Regions from separate parts of the Sus scrofa genome. Here region 1 is linked to region 2. Evidence: chromatin contacts called from public promoter capture Hi-C data. All regions are on one chromosome and are shown on one strand. The core of a region is the stretch at or near the end of the contact, and the rest is flanking DNA. Distances in the headings are between cores, read along the strand shown. Region 1 holds the start of GCAT (2-amino-3-ketobutyrate coenzyme A ligase, mitochondrial). Region 2 overlaps MICALL1 (MICAL-like protein 1).

Region 1 (3,965 bases), core at 218-2,717, 110 kb after region 2:
ACTTCAATAAAACTTAAAAAACAAAACAAACAAAAGGACTTTGCACATTCCACCCAAAGCGGAACCGGCCGTTCCTCACTGGCTTCTCCTGTCATTGAAGCTCACCAGCAACCCTTCGTCTGGGCCCTGGTTTCCTCGTGGATGACAGGGGACAGCTGGGTCAGAGGCCCGCCTTGGTCCCCACGCTCCACACGGCTGGCTTTGCTGCCTAGTAGAGAAGCGCATCAGAACCTGACCCTTGAATTATAAAGCCCAAAGCGAGCACAGCTGACCAGAGGAGGCAAGGTTTACTCAGCCTGGGAGAGGCGAAAGCAGGAAAAGAGCCTCGCTCTCCTCATTCCCCATCTTTTGACCAGCTCCAAGCTTCTCTGAGGGCAAGGCAGGGCCTTCCAGGGACCTCTGTTTTATAAACGAGCACAACAGCACCAAGGAGTCCATGCCCATTTCCTGGGCAGATGGCAGGTTTGGGGGTCCGCTTGTCACCAGCACCTCCACCTGGTGGGGCCAGGCACAGACAAGCTGTGGGGTGTGAGACAGAAACAAGGGTGGCCTGGTGGGCCAATTCATGGTGTGACTTCTGCAGCAGCCCTGGAGCCCTTTGCTCACTGTGATTTTGGCCAGTTAGCTGACCTGCTAGTTCCATATGCCAAACCAAACCAAAGCCCAGCTCTGCCTGCAGCTGGCTGGGGCCTTTCCCGCCAGCCACTTCACATCTCTGAGGGTCAGCTTCTTCGTTTGTAAATGGGATTGGTCATCCCCACGTTTTGAAGTTTGCAGAAGTCCAAGTGCAGCAATTAATAGAAGCCTGAACAAAGCAGCGGCTCCAGAAACGCAGAAGTTCATGCTGCCGCCTTCTCACCACCCTCCCTTGAAGCGGAAGAGTGAGAGCCCGCTGGTATCTCTCTATTTTTTTTTCTCACATTCTCACAGCGCTTGATCTCGGGCCAGCCGTGCCCTCTGAATCAAAAAGGGGCTTAAGGGCAAATTACCTCCCTTCGCGTTAACCAGGTTAGAGCTAACCGCGGGAAGCCGAGAAGTCGACAAGTCGGCCTGACAGATGGGGAAGGGTACAGCAGCGACCTGTGCAGGTGCTCCTGCCCGCCCACGGCCTCCAGGACCTCCATTCCAGCCCAAGCCTCAGAACGGCCCTCGAACGCCTGGCCAGGTCTGACGATTCCCAGCAGGAGCGGGGTCCATTACCTCCCGAGACGCCGTCCACGTGTATGCGCGGCCCCTGACGGGACGTGATGACCCGCTCGCTTTTCCAGGTGCCAGCCTCGCGGATGCCTTCCAGCTCCTCCTCCAGAATGCCACGCAGCTGAGCCAGCGCTGACTGCGGGCGACAGCCGCGGGGGGCCCGGGAGAGGGCAGCGCAGAGGATGCGGCCGGCCCACATCGCGTCCACCTCGCCGGAGCGCGCCTGCCCGCTGCGGGCTGTACGCACGGAGACCCCCGCCTGATCACGTGGCGGGGGCTGGGCCCCGACAGCCAATCAGAGCGAGGGGCCCCCGCTACTGGGGCAGGGGAGGCGGACCCAGGGATGGGCGGGCGGGGCCTGGCGGGATCCGCAGTGGACGAAAGTGGATTGGTCTGTAAATTGAGACTGGAGCTGTCCTCAAAGGGGGAGGGGAAGTGACGGGGCGGAGGAACGCGCGTCCGGGCCTCCAGACCCCCACCCATCCCCTGCCTGCACACTTAGCACTCGGAAGGTTAAGGGGATGCCCTACGGGCGCGGGAGGCAGGCGCCGGGAAGCGGGCTGAAGCACATTCTGTACGCTCTAGCCCCAGGGTTGCCCCGGTTCTGTCGAGCTCTTGGAACCCTCCCCCATTCTCAGGTGCAAACGCCCCCGAGATTTCCCCCACTCCTTGCCCATCCGATTGCTACGCATTCTCCTCCAGGCTTGGAAGTGAAGAAAAACACACTGCACGGGCTTTTTCCTTTTTTTTTTTTTTCAATTTTATTTTAAAGTTTCAAAATTACAAAGACAGCAAATTCTTCCCGGCACAAATAACACTTGTTTAAAAAGTAAAAGGGGGTTGGGATGGTGGGGGGGGGAGGGGAAGGACGCACAATTGCGCGTTTTCCCATTTTATTACAAAAAAGGGAAAGACTGTACAGGTTTTTTCTCCCAGCTCCCGGGTGTGAAACGTTAAGTCCTAGCCCTAGATTGTATATATACATATACACACATACACACAGACCTAGCTCTGTAAAACTACTTAGCAATTCAAAGTCAACTGCAGTATGTCTCACTGTCCACTCCCCGCCCCCCTCCTCCCCCATCTACAACTACTCATAAAAGACTCAGAAGTAAAGAGGTCAGGAGGTTTTTAAGTGGCGGGTGGCAGGGCTGGAGCCCCGGCCGACCACCTGGCAAAGCCATCTCTTGTACAGGAGGAACCAAAAATCAGGCGAAAAGGAAAAAAGGTCCTCCTAGGATGCAATCCGATGGTGTGGAAAAAAACCAAGTTTTAACAGGGCACTCTGAGGCACTTGGCTGACCCACTCCCCACCCTTCCCCCAAAGCTTCCTCTGCTGTTTCACAGGAGACCTTCGGAAGCCACAGAGGTCTCCCAATAGCTAGTCTCCAGCTGATTCTGAGAAGCCACAATTTCTAGGACCAGCTGTCATTTTGACCTCCTCCCCTCACCTAGGACAATAGGGAGGCTACAGGGGCAAAGGAACAGAAGTGAGAAGGAAACTGGATGTGGATGCCCCACTGCTCACCACTGGGAGGTGCAAATCAGCCCAGACAGGGTTTTTTGTTTTTTTTTTTCCCCTGCTCCCTCCTTTGCCGTCCCACTGATGCCACCTCTCTCCTCTCCGCTAACGTTCTGCAACTCACGAGGAGTGTTCAACTTAAAACCTTACCAAGGCTGGGCTCCCTGTCATCTTGCCACAAGCTACCTTGCCCCATTCTCCCCCGACTTTTACCTTCCGAATGAATCAACCATCCAACTGAACAAAACACACAAACCCACCCAAATCCCCCAAACCATAAGTAGATTAATGACAAATTAACAAAACAAAATAGAAGTACATCATTACAGAGATTTGTCGTTGCTGTCCTTGCATGACTGCTTCAAGAGAAATGAATTATTCCCTAATTTCTGAGGAATCCAAATTCTGTCTCTTTATAAAGTCAGACGAGGAAGGGGCAAAGGGTTGCAGATGAGGATCAAGTGAGAAGAAAAAAGTATTTACAGAAAACAGGAGACAGGCAGGAGTGTCCACAAGAAAAGCCTCATTGTCACTTCTTCTTGCCGGCCCTCTTGGCACTGGACTTCGCTTTGGGCTTCACTGGTTTGGCCTTCTTAGGCTTGGATGCCTTGACTGGTTTGGCTTTGACAGTCTTGGGTTTTTTGGCTTTCTTGGGCGTGGCAGCCGGCTTCTTCTTGGCCTTCTTGACCGGGGTTGCTTTGGGCTTCTTGCTTGGGGCTTTGGAGGCAGCCTTCTTGGGCTTGGCCGTCTTCTTTGGCGTGGCCACCTTCTTGACTTCCTTCTTCGTCTTCTTGAAGGCCACTGACCTCTTGGGCTCGTCGCTCTTGGCCAGGCGGAAAGACCCCGAGGCACCCACCCCTTTGGTCTGCTTGAGGACCCCGGTGGTGACCAAGCGCTTGATGGACAACTTGATCTGGGAGTCGGCGTTCTCACCCACCTTGTAGTGGCTCTTGATGTACTTCTGGATGGACTGGCGCGAGGAGCCAGCGCGGTTCTTCTCTGCCTGGATGGCAGCCACGATCATGTCTGAATACTTGGGGTGGTCTGTGGACTTCTTGGAGGCCTTGGCCCGCTTGGGCTTGGCCGCCGGGGTGGACGTGGAGTTCTCGGTCATGGTGGCCTGCCTGGTCCTGTGTTGAAGAAGGCGCCTTCCAAAGGGCCAGCCCTCGTCGGAGGCCGAGGGAAGCCTGATTCGGGATCTGCTCTGGGCGCTCCTGGCTCCCAGGCCAGGCCGGGGGCCGCC
Region 2 (3,642 bases), core at 637-3,136:
TCTGCAACCTACACCACAGCTCACGGCAACATCGGATCGTTAACCCGCTGAGCAAGGGCAGGGATCGAACCCGCAACCTCATGGTTCCTAGTCAGATTCATTAACCACTGCGCCACGACGGGAACTCCCGTATCTCCATTCTTCTTCCCGCATGGGTTATTCCAAAGTATAGCGTGGAATCGCTGTGTATTCAGCGGGTCTTTGGTAACCGTCCGCAGCAGTGTGTATACAGCGTTGCCTCACCTTTCCTCTTGATCATGGCTTCCAGCATCTTATCTTCCTCTTCCTCCCTGAAGTGGGAAAGGGAAGCGGAGTGTCCCACAGGAGGAAGGGCCAGTGACTCTCCGCCCGTCTAGACTCCGAGGCCCGGCCCCCCCCCCCCCCCCGGGCTGCGCCGGGAGGGCTGCAGGGAGGCCCCGCCCACAGGAAGCCCCGAGGAACCCCGCCCCCAGCCCCGGCACCTCTGCCGGTCCTCGTCCAGGCAGTTGACGATGGCGTTGCGTTGCTCGATGAGGGTGACGAGCTCCTGCATCAGCACCTTCTCTCGGCCCCGGTCCTCCTCGGTCCAGTCCTTTTCTGCCCAAGGAGAAAAGGTGGGGAGCTGAGTCCTAAGAAGCGAGGAACCCACGCCTGAGTGCTAAGGGCGGCTGTGGACCAGCCCCGCGCTAGACACCTCGACGGCAGCGAGGGGGCCCAGATGGGGGGGGGTTACAGGTTTTTGGAGAAATGAAGGCTGTATACTGAAGAGATCAAGGGTACCAGTCTGCCTGCCAGAACGCTCTTCACGGGGGCTCTGCCAGGGCCAGCGCGACGCACCTTCTGAGCACAGAGAGAGACCAGCACAGGCCAAAGAGTTTCCTGCTTCTGTTCACGCATCCACCTAACAAACATTCCTTCACTAGGTGGTTCCTTGGGGAGGCAGGATTCAGGCTGGGCCTGCTGAGAGCCTCCAATAGCGGGCTGGCCAGAATGAGACCGGGTGTGTGTGTGTGTGTGTGTGTGTGAAGACACGGACTCCCCCCCACCAGGGGTCCTCATGCTGGAGAAGCGATGTGACCCAAGTGGCACACGGGGACATTCATCTAATGCCATGAAGGAGGGTGGACTCAAGGGGAGCCTGGGGGCAGGGAGCCCAGCCAGGAGGTGTCCTCGCTGTCTCGGACACCTGTTGTCCCTGCAGCCTCCTCTCAAGAGCCTGAGTCATCCCACAGGACCCCCCTCGGAGGCCCAGCTGCACCCTGACAGTCCCCTTGCCCAGCCCACAGGCTCCCCGGGGACGGATGCCCACACTTGACCTTCCCTCCACAGGCCTCCTCATCTTGAAATAAACACCCTGAGATCCCTCAGCCAGGCCCCAACACCCTACTGCCACCTCCTGCCAAAACTCAGGAGCCACTGGCCCAGCACAGTTCTGGGGACGACGTGGGTTTTGAAATCGCCAGCTCAGTTCAACTCGCAATCTGCTACTTCCTAAATCTGGAGCCTGGGTAAGTTATGTGCCCAACCTACATGGGAGAAAACTGAGGCTTGGAGAAGAGAAGTCCTTAACCAGTGTCACACAGCAAGGGTGGAGCCAAGCTCGTACCCAGGCAGCCTAACACCCCTAAGCTGCCACAGTTGTAGTCTTAGGGGTCTTCAGCCCATCTGGGGCCTTACAAACCATTCTCAGCCTCCAGAGGCAACATCTGGGACAGGATGACGAGCCCAGGATGTGCCGCTACCACACAGAGGACTGGAGACCCAGCACAAAAAGCCCAGGGCCTGACACAACACTGTAAATCAACCACACGCTTAAAAACAACAACAACAAAAACAAAAGCCAGGGCCAGGCTGGCCTGGGGTACAGAGGTGCTGCGCCCACTCCAGCCACAAGGCGTCGCTGTGCCTCCCTCTGAGTGGCAGCCCCGCCCCAGCCTCTGGAGATTGGAGAGTAATTTAAAGATGGCAGTGGAGGGCTGGGACATTCTGTGACTTCTCAGGAACACTCCTGCCTTGGCTTTCATGCAGCCTCCCAAGTTCCCTGGTCAGTGGGAAATCAGGGCCACTGTCCCATAAGGCAGGAGGGGCTGTGTGTACAGGGACAGGCTCAGGTCAGAGACATGGAGAAAAGCCCAGCTCCACCACCAGCGGGCAAGACTCTCAAACTCTCTAGCTCTGATTTCCTCATCCATTAAATGGAAACGTTGATGCCTACTGCCTGGGCCATAGGAAGTGGTCACAGGCCGGGCTCCACAGACTCCTGCGGTCTCTCCCTGCCCACAGCTGTGCTCACTCCATGTCATGGCCACAGACCCCAACTCAGCCACATAGGAACCATCAGCCATCAGCTCCTTTGCTTTTCTTTTTTTTTTTTTTGGAGAGGGAGGTCTCTTTACAGCTGCAGGCGCAGCACATGGAGGTTCCCAGGCTAGGGGTCGAATTGGTGCTGTAGCTGCCAGCCTACAACATAGAGCCATAGCCATGAAGGATCCAAACTGCGTCTGTGACCTACACCACAGCTCACGGCAACACCCGATCCTGAACCCACTGAGCAAGGCTAGGGATTGAACCCACAACCTCATGGGTGCTAATCAGATTCGTTTCCGCTGTGCCACAACAGGAACGTCAGCTCCTCTTTTCCACACCCATCTGCTGGTCCCTAGAATACCCTACCAGGGAGGTATCTTCACTCCTGTCTTACATACGAAGTCACTGAGGCTCAGTGGGGCTAAGCAAGCTGCCTGAGGTCACCCAGCAAGTTAGCGGCAGAACACGGACTATCTGACTCCATGCCAAGCCCTCCCGCCGCCCCTGCTCCATTCTCAGCACATCCCACACCCGGCCTCCCCGGGTCATTCTGAGCCACGCTGTGCAGGGCGCCTTCGCCATCCCCGCTTCCACCTCCACCATCCCCCGCCCCTGCCACCTGAGCCTGCCATGCTCTCAACTAACAGCCATGAGCACAGAGCTGCCCCTGGACAGGCCCCTGCTCTCCCCCCAGGGACCTGCCTCCCCACACATTCCAGGAGAGGAGGGGGCCAAAACAGGCCCGTCTGCCCCTGGGCTTGGTGCTCTCTGCAAGCCTGTCATCCCAGCACCACAGATGTCACAGCCCCACGCTGGCCACCATGCGGGCTCACGGCTCGAGCCTATTTATCACCCGTTAAGACCCAGACAGCCCCTGCCGGTCCTGCCCTCCGGCCTTGCTCACAGAGTCGGCCCATGCGTCCCCTACCAGGGCTCTTCGAGTCCCCAGGCCCCGGGGCCTGGGTCCAGGAGCAGGTGGGACCACACTCACCTGGCTTGTTGAGAAGACACCGGAGCTCATACTCCACGTCGGCCTGGCGCTGCTCCAGGTTCTGCTGCTTGAAGCTAGAGCGTGGGAAGAAGGCGACCATCGGTCAGGTCCCGGCCGCCTGCCCGCTGCCGTCGGTGATGAGGGAAGAAGGGCGGCGTCTGGGTCCTAAGCTCTGCGGGTCCTGGGGAGGCGGCGGGGGCCGGGGAGGGAGCACTCACACGTAGATGAGCTCGGACTCCCGCCGGACCAGCAGGTGCTTCTCGTGGATGAGCCTGAACCAGTCCACCAGCATGTCATCCTCGCGGCCCTCTGGAAGGCAGAGGCCGACTGAGGTCAGGGCCGCCGGCAGTCCCCATCCCCAAAGG

Evidence for each region. Promoter capture Hi-C pulls out the DNA fragments that hold promoters and counts their contacts.
Region 1: a promoter capture Hi-C map of skeletal muscle shows a contact between it and region 2, with 6 times the contacts expected there. The contact joins the promoter of GCAT here to the enhancer-like site in region 2. A contact is called at or near these places in 4 of 5 promoter capture datasets (fetal liver, fetal skeletal muscle, liver and 1 more), 11 of 47 Hi-C or Micro-C datasets (embryonic fibroblasts, fetal heart ventricle, fetal skeletal muscle and 6 more) and 2 of 2 datasets of contacts at active chromatin or transcription factors (alveolar macrophages and skeletal muscle).

What each region holds. Positions count from the first base shown.
Region 1 is chr5:10,037,012-10,040,976 of Sscrofa11.1, forward strand. GCAT (2-amino-3-ketobutyrate coenzyme A ligase, mitochondrial) reads right to left here and starts at 1,468. Exons shown (of 9, transcript XM_013997525.2): 1 at 1,201-1,468. The coding sequence starts at 1,396. LOC100510904 (histone H1.0) reads right to left here. Exons shown (of 1, transcript XM_003126037.4): 1 at 1,933-3,965. The coding sequence starts at 3,836. The coding sequence ends at 3,252.
Region 2 is chr5:9,930,280-9,933,921 of Sscrofa11.1, forward strand. MICALL1 (MICAL-like protein 1) reads right to left here. Exons shown (of 16, transcript XM_021091499.1): 12 at 3,496-3,586; 13 at 3,278-3,351; 14 at 462-576; 15 at 244-290. Among named protein-coding and RNA genes, the nearest start is that of C5H22orf23, 14 kb to the left of the region's middle. Within about 2 kb of position 1,887, at least 29 of the 83 cell types and tissues checked have an H3K27ac peak or open chromatin away from gene starts, as enhancers often do. A contact at or near this core is called in alveolar macrophages, fetal liver, fetal skeletal muscle and 5 more, where this site is marked.